Linked DNA regions of Hordeum vulgare: region 2 is linked to region 1. The links are chromatin contacts, called in public Hi-C maps. All regions are on one chromosome and are shown on one strand. The core of a region is the stretch at or near the end of the contact, and the rest is flanking DNA. Distances in the headings are between cores, read along the strand shown.

Evidence for each region. Hi-C and Micro-C count contacts between places; a contact is called where the count stands out from the background.
Region 2: a Hi-C map of leaf shows a contact between it and region 1, with 4 times the contacts expected there. The contact joins the promoter of LOC123427770 here to the enhancer-like site in region 1. A contact is called at or near these places in 2 of 6 Hi-C or Micro-C datasets (leaf and seedling).

What each region holds. Positions count from the first base shown.
Region 1 is chr2H:609,733,053-609,737,050 of MorexV3_pseudomolecules_assembly, forward strand. No RefSeq gene overlaps it. Among protein-coding and RNA genes, the nearest start is that of LOC123427769, 110 kb to the left of the region's middle. Within about 2 kb of position 1,354, at least 2 of the 3 cell types and tissues checked have open chromatin away from gene starts, as enhancers often do. A contact at or near this core is called in leaf, where this site is marked.
Region 2 is chr2H:609,856,746-609,860,613 of MorexV3_pseudomolecules_assembly, forward strand. It overlaps LOC123427770 (secretory carrier-associated membrane protein 6), which reads left to right and starts at 1,764. Exons shown (of 12, transcript XM_045111885.1): 1 at 1,764-1,945; 2 at 2,087-2,215; 3 at 2,310-2,372; 4 at 2,461-2,494; 5 at 2,745-2,867; 6 at 3,255-3,317; 7 at 3,402-3,495. The coding sequence starts at 1,886.

The DNA of each region.
Region 1 (3,998 bases), core at 104-2,603:
CCGTATAGCCTCACCTGTCATATTTTTTCTCATATATCCAGTCACTTGCATGTGATTGGTGAAAAAAAAGAGAGAAAAAGAAAAAAATTAAATAAAGGGAGAAAATGTGTTCTAGGGTGGGGTCGGGTCCTACTTGGCGGATTAACCAGGAGTGTCCGAGCTCGTCCGCGAACCCTCATATCGTCTTCATATTTGAGATGGATATGAGGGGTGCCGATCAGTCCGGTCGTTTGAGATGGGTATGAGGGGTTCGTCTGAATTTTTTTGTGACCGGCCATTGATCGGGCGGGCTGGTCGGACGTTTGAGACGGATTTAAGGGGTCCGGCTGGATCAATTTGTTGTAACCGGTTAGTGACCGGACGGGCTTTTCGGACGTTTGAAACGGGTTTGATGGGTCCATCTATAGATGCTCTTAGCTAGTACTATCCACGACTCTCATGGTGGCTTTGCTTAGCTACCATGCAACCAAGACTGGAGAGCCCTTGCTGACCTGATCGAACGTGTGAAAGTGCATAGATTTGACTTTTATTTGAAAAAAACTTTAGCACAAAAAAGCCGTGTCCATCCCCCTCCCCTTCCACACACACACACACACACACACACACACACACACACACACACAAAATAGCCCATTTGCATGAAGCCCGGAGCTAGAGCATCATGGTAGATAGAACGACGTCCCCGGTAGAGGTAGCTGAGCTATCTAGCTCGATGCCATCTAGTATAGCATGGCACACCAGGCCGGGCTGTCATGCAAAGTTGGTTGTTTTGTGGGTGGAAATTGGACTTGATTCGTTTTATGCTAAAGTTTTTTTTTTTTGAAAGAGTAGTAAGAAGTATATGCATGGGTACTTAGGCAGCTCAAAATAGAAACCATACGTCATAAAAAAGCCCTCCCCCGCAAAAGAAAAAAAAAATGCCCTAACTGGACCCTACCTATATATAGTGTCAAAAAAAATCTCGAACTGGACCCAATATAGGACAGGTCATGGTAACCAGAAATTGCCTTTGCCGACATCTACTCTCTGTAGTACTTTCGCTGTGTACATATGCAAGCTCTAACAGCTGCCGGAGCGCGGCATATATGCACCGGCGCCCCGGTGCATGCATGCACGGCTAGCTGCGCCCACTTTAATGCCGCACGTTTACGTACGGGGACCCGTGCTCTGCGTGTGTGTGTGCAGCGCGTATCGTGTCGGCGATTCAGCTTGCGTCGCAGTTGCGCTTGCAGTCGCAATCGCAGCGCTTTCCGTGCCGGCCGGGCAGCCGGGGCGGCCTAGATGCACGCACGCACGCACGCACCTATCGAGAATTACGGGCGAGGGCGAGGGCGAGGGCGAGGGCGAGTGATTGCTCGTCGCTGAGTTTGAGAAAAGTTCGTTGGTGGCGTTCACACTGCATACGTACATATGCATGCCCCGGACCACGCGCATTGCGACACCGGAGCCGCTAGCTTGGGCCCGATTCCTTTTGTTTCGCTAGCACATATCCATGCTTTGCGACGGAAAAAATAATACTCCTTCATTTTTATACTACTATAGAAGACCACAAATCAATTTACTAATAGTATCAAGGTAAAATTTAATGCATGTTTTACAATCTACTACCTCCGTCACAGTTTAGAAGGTACATTTAAATTTGCGTGCATTTTCACAATAGACAAGGTTTAAGACGCATTGCATTTTCTCCTAGTTTCTAATTACTACTCCCTCCGTTTCAAAATATAAGACCTTTTAGAGATTACATTAGGAGACTATATACGGAGCAAAATGAGTGAATCTACATTCTAAAATATGTCTATGTACATCCGTATGTAGTTCATAGTGCAATATTTAAAATGTCTTATATTTAGGAACGGAGGGAGTACTTTTATATGCATGCGTAGTGTGAATGTTATTTTTTTAACTCATTTCACAGCCAATAAATAATCACCTAGGTTCTAGAGAATTTCCATGCACGTCTTCTAAACCGTGACGGAGGGAGTAGCTTTTCTTTTCGTTTACCGAAATTGTTAATACACCACATACATGGAAGATAACTGAATTTAGAAAGTAGCCAAGTGTCATTATGAGTGCATGCATGCAAGTATTACACAAGTTGACAGTAAGAGAAAACATCATTACTTTTTGCCTCGATTATTGTTGGTGGCCTTCTATAAATGCAAAATGTATATTTCATAATGACCTTGTATAGCAAGTAAATGGAGGGAGTATCAATCTAGCCTTATAAACATGACCCAAATACTCCACCTCGACGTCATGCAAGTTAGCCAAAGGAAAAAAAGCTACAGAAGCATAATTGGCGGGTTATTAAAGAAGTGGCGGCTTATCCAAAAACTAACCAGCGTGACCGGACTACAAGGTTTCTGACGGATTATGGTTGAATCAAGATGATGTGATAAGTTACAGATCAGTCATTTTTCATTGAGTCGTTGTTAAAGTGAAGCCGACTTACAGATTTGGCGGGTTATGGTCGAAACATTGACCCGACGATATGAAGGCGACTCAGAGCAGTCGAAATTATCTGGCTTTCTACTAAGTCCAAGACAAACAAGTTTCTATCGAAGCATCTAAGATCACGGATCGATGAAAGGTTCAAAAAAGGGAAATATTTACTAACCCTAAACAGCAAGGTATGAAGGAGGGGTGATCTTACTGTAAAATATATAAGGAAATCTACAAAGCATTATGCGCGAAATAGGGCAACTAAACCTACCGCCATAATACTACGATCTAATCTCATCGGAACAGGTTAAGATGGACGATAATCGAAAGAACATATGATGAACACCGACGAACTCCTATGAACAGCTCCAACCTAATGCAGATCTAAGGATGAAGAAAAACTTACCTGGAGGATTGCTGACGGCGGCAGAGATGACTAGCTGCGTCGTGTTGAAGTCGGGAAGCGTCGCTCTCCTGAGAGAGCTATGTACTGATGGAGGAGAACATCGGTGACAGCGACGGCGTGATGAGCAAAGGCGTGCGCGAGCAAGAAGACGAGGGGAAAAGGTAAAAATGGAGGAACACCTCGCAAGTATTTAAAGGTCAAAAGGCGAAGTGTGACCGGCAGGTGCGGGAATCAAGGAGGTACAGTAAATTTCAGAGCTAAGGGCGCCTTGATTCTCGGGCCAAACGGATAGACATACAGACCATTATGTTGACATAACTGAATACCTATAATTTTGGGGCAGGTGGCGTCACTGATGAGCGGGAAAACAAACAGAAGAGGAGCCGCCAATGTCAGAGATGAAGGATATTGATATGAATAAATTCAAATAAATCTGGGGCCTATGTTGGGGATATAACCTTGCTGTATAACCCACTGCTACTTATTGAGCTTGCGTTGGTTTTCCCTTGAAGAGGAAAGTGTGATACAGAAAAGTAGATAAGTATTTTCCTCTGTTTGTCGAGAACCAAGGTATCAATCCAGTAGGAGGAACAAGCAAGGCCCCAATCTTACCACCTACACAAACAATTAAACACTTGCACCTAACGCTAAAAAGGGGTTGTCAATCCCTTCACGGTTATTGGCAAAGATGAGATCTGATAGAGATAGATAAAATATTGCTAGAACTAAAAGTAAATAAATGGCAGTGATATATTTTTGTTTTATAGATCTAAAAGTATAATATGGAAAATAGACCCGGGGGCCATAGGTTTCACTAGAGGTTTCTCTCATGAAGGAAAATAATACGATGGGTGAACAAATTACTGTCGAGCAATTGATAGAAAAGCGAATAATTATGAAGATATCCAAGGCAATGATTATGCATATAGACATCACGTCTGTGTCAAGTAGACCGAAACGATTTTGCATCTACTACTATTACTCCACACATCGACCGACTCCTGCCTGCATCTAGAGTATTAAGTTCATGAAGAACAGAGTAACGCATTAGGTAAGATGACATGATGTAGAGGGATAAACTCAAGCAATATGATGAAAACCCCATCTTTTTATCCTCGATGGCAACAATGCAATACGTGCCTCGCTA
Region 2 (3,868 bases), core at 514-3,013, 120 kb after region 1:
TTCACTTCACTTCGTCCACTGGTTTTGCTAGGTCTTTCCTTTTTTTTTTGCTTTGTTTCCACAGGAGTTTCTTTGGTTTTCCTGCTTTTATTTTTTTTAACCACATTTTTTGTTTTTTTTCTTGGTTCTAACTGTCCTCTTGTTTTCACTGGTTTTCTTCATTACTTTCTATGTTTTCATTGTTTTTTCTTTTCTTTCCTTTTCCTTTGTTTTTTCTCGGTCTTTATTATTTGTTTTCTATTTTCTTTCTTTTTCTTCACTTTTGTTTTTTTGGAATTTTTATTTGTTTCTTTCTAGATTTTCCACTGTTTTCATTCTTTTACATTGGTTTCTTCACTTTTTCATTTTATTGTTTTGTTTTGTTTTTTCTATTTTTTATCAGGTTTCGTTTTTTTCAATTCACATCCTCTTTTGTTCAACACATTTAAAATGTGTTTTAATAGACATTCAACTTTTTTTCGTATATATCAGAAACATTTTTATGTACACGTTTAACATGTTTTTAATACATGATTATCCATGTTTGAAAAATATACTTTTTACTTATATTATTTCACATATTATAATATTTTTTATATATCTAATAGTATTTTATAATACAAATTATATATTTATAAAATACATGTTTAAAAAAATTAATACATGGTCAACAAATTATTTTTGTACATATTTTTTTGCACATTTTTGTTACCATTTTCAAATAAATTTAGGAATTTTATTAGGTGGTCAACATTATTTTTATAAATATTTAACATTTTGCAAATTCTAGATTCACAATTTCCAAATACAAGGTTACATTTTTTATATTATAAGATCAACATTTTTAATACTTGGTAAAAAATATATAATTTTTTAACATTTTTAAATGCTTGATTTACATATTTTTAAATACTTATTTAAAAAATTCCAAATGATTTTATTAATATTTTTATAATACATTATCAAGTTTTTCACACACATTGTATATTTTTCTATACGCAGTTAACATTTTTCAACTCGTTATGTAAAGTTTTTTTGTAATATATTTATTTTGAATATTTGATGTATAAACAAATTTAAAAAAGAAGCATAAAGCAGAAACAAATAACATAAAGATAAAATAAAAATAATGAGGTTCTGGCCTCCCACGCACCTGGACTTGCCCATCTTGCGCTCCCCTTGACGCGAGGCCTCTCTACATCTCGCTATAAGCAAGACATGGGGGAAAACCCAAATTATCGACGAACTCACTGGTTAATGGATACCACATGCAGTGTGTCACTTGCCGCAACATGGAAGTTTTTCTTTCGTCTAAATTCGTTTGTTCAAAACATTTTATCTCTTGAACCATGTGTTCAAATTCCGAACCATTTTCATCTTGTATTTCTCACTTGATCATTAAAACCAAATCTCATGCTAAAAGGTTTAAAGAAACACAGAAGAAAAATCCCCTAGCCGGGAGCACGTTTCTTTTCTGCTTTATTTTCCTTTTCGAGAGACAAGGATATGCGCCTTCAGGAGATGCAAAATATGTGCTTGTGGTGGAAGCACACAGAAAACATGCAAAACGGGGCGCGATTTATTTTCCTTTTCGAAGAAGCACATTTTTTTTTTTGAGGAAACGAAGGAGCACAAATATGGGCTCTCGCAGCAGGACGGGCCGTGGGCTTACTTGCATGCGGGTGGTGCGCACGTGCGACGACGACGACGACCCGTGCGAAGCCGACCCAACCCACTCCAGTCGCGTCGCATTCCACCCCCGAGAGAGGAGGTCACGTGAAAAGAAGGGAACGGCTTGGACTGGAAGCGACCCGCGTCCACCACCGCCGCTTTCCCCGTCTCCTCCCCTCACCCTCACCCTCACCGCGCGGCGAGGCCGAGCGACCCACCCAGCGGCGAGCCCGGCATGCATCACGACCCCAACCCCTTCGACGAGGGCACCGCCGGCGACGAAAACCCCTTCTCCGTGAGCCAACCTCCCCCTCCCCCTTCCCTCTATCCGCTCACCTATCGCCCCTTCGTTCCGCGGAAAAACCCTCGCCGCCTGCGACGGGGGTAGTGGCTCGGCAGATCTGAACTCCCGCGTGATGTTTCTGTGGCTTTGCAGAATGGAGGAGGCCGGGGCGGGAAGCAGCAGTACGGCTTCAGGCCCACCGAGCCCGTCGGCTTCGGCGGCGGCGGCGGCGGCGGCAGCAGGGGCGACGCCACCGTCGATGTGCCCCTCGACAACATGGGCGTAAGGCGCCTCACGCGCTGGTCATCCTTTTTGTTTTTTTCGTTCGCGCGTCGTTCGGCTTGCACGAATCTGATGCTTCTGGTGCGCCGCGCAGGACTCGAATGGCAACGCGAGGGAGCTCTCGTCGTGGGAATCAGATCTGAGGCGGCGTGAGGCGGTGGGGTTTGCTCTCCTCTTTGCCCTTAAACTTCACTGTGGTTGGTTAGGTTGTGTTTTGTCTCACGGTGTTTGTTCTGTTACTTCAGGATATCAAAAGGAGGGAGGAATCGCTCAAGAATGGTGAGCCACTGTTTCGTTTCTGGTGTCAATTGTGTTTCAGTTATGAGTTGTGTTAGCAGCAGTGTGCTTAGGTCCTGCTTGGAATGGGTGTAAGTTTTTACGCCCGTATTTATTATACACGTGTAACTTACCGACCGCCTATTGTTTCCTACGTAAAATAAAAACGACGGGAGAACCACAAACGAATTTAAACGCTGATCCAAACGCAACCTTATTTTATTTGTGCTTTCCTTTTCTTTCTTTGATGCAGCTGGAGTGCCCATGGAGGAGAAGAATTGGCCGCCATTTTTCCCGATTATCCACCATGACATCGCCAATGAGATACCGGCCAACGTGCAGAAGCTACAGTATCTGGCGTTCGCAAGCTGGCTTGGTACGTACTTGTTGGCTGCTGGTAGCGTATTTTTTTTGTAATCATTCTAGTTCGTCAGTACAATTATGCAATTTGGTTCTAATAGTAGTCTGTCCTGCAACAGTTTGGTTCTCTGTAATAACTAGCAAAGTATGTTGGAGCTGAGTTTTTTCTTTTGCTGTTGGTTATTTCCCTAGTTGCCTAGGATAAACTTTTAAGTTGTCTTGGATACACTTCTGGCCTGGGCTGTTTTGCCTCATTTCTAATAAAAGTGGGGCAGGGGGGAAACCCCTTTCTATTAAAAAAAAAAAACAATTATGCAATTGTGTTATTATAGGCTGTAGATATGGTTCATTTCAGAGTCACATGGTCATGATAGTTTCCGTTTTGTGTTATTTTGACTTACAGGAATTGTGCTCTGCCTCTCCTGGAACTTTATTGCTGTCATAGTCTGCTGGATCAAGGAGGGAGGTGGGTTTTCATCACCGCCTATGAATGCCTGGGTTTTCTTGTACATTGGTGGATGCTGAATGCTTGGATTGCTTATGTTTGCAGATTCAAAGCTGTTCTTCCTTGCTACAATCTATGCTTTGCTTGGAATTCCCCTTTCTTACTTGATGTGGTATCGACCCCTCTACCGTGCAATGAGGTATGCTATCATGGTACTGTTTTAGCACTTTCACCTATCAATGGAAAAAGGACATCATGAGTGAATTTATTATTTATTTTAGGGCTTTCCACCTATGCACATCACAGTGACCGTATTTATTTTCCCTAAATGTTCTGTGCCGACCTGCAATATTTACTAGCATCGTTTCCATCCACCGAAAATATTAAAGGTCAGTTTATGCGAGTTTAGAACTTCTGCCTGATTTCCTTGAAAAATTACTTATCCACACAATTCATGATGCAAGCGATAGCTACAACAGTTACAAAAATATTTTGGTGGACCTACACCAGCTACACATAATTGTTTCCATTTCATGTATCAGTGACCAATTGCTGGGTATAGTCGTCCTGAG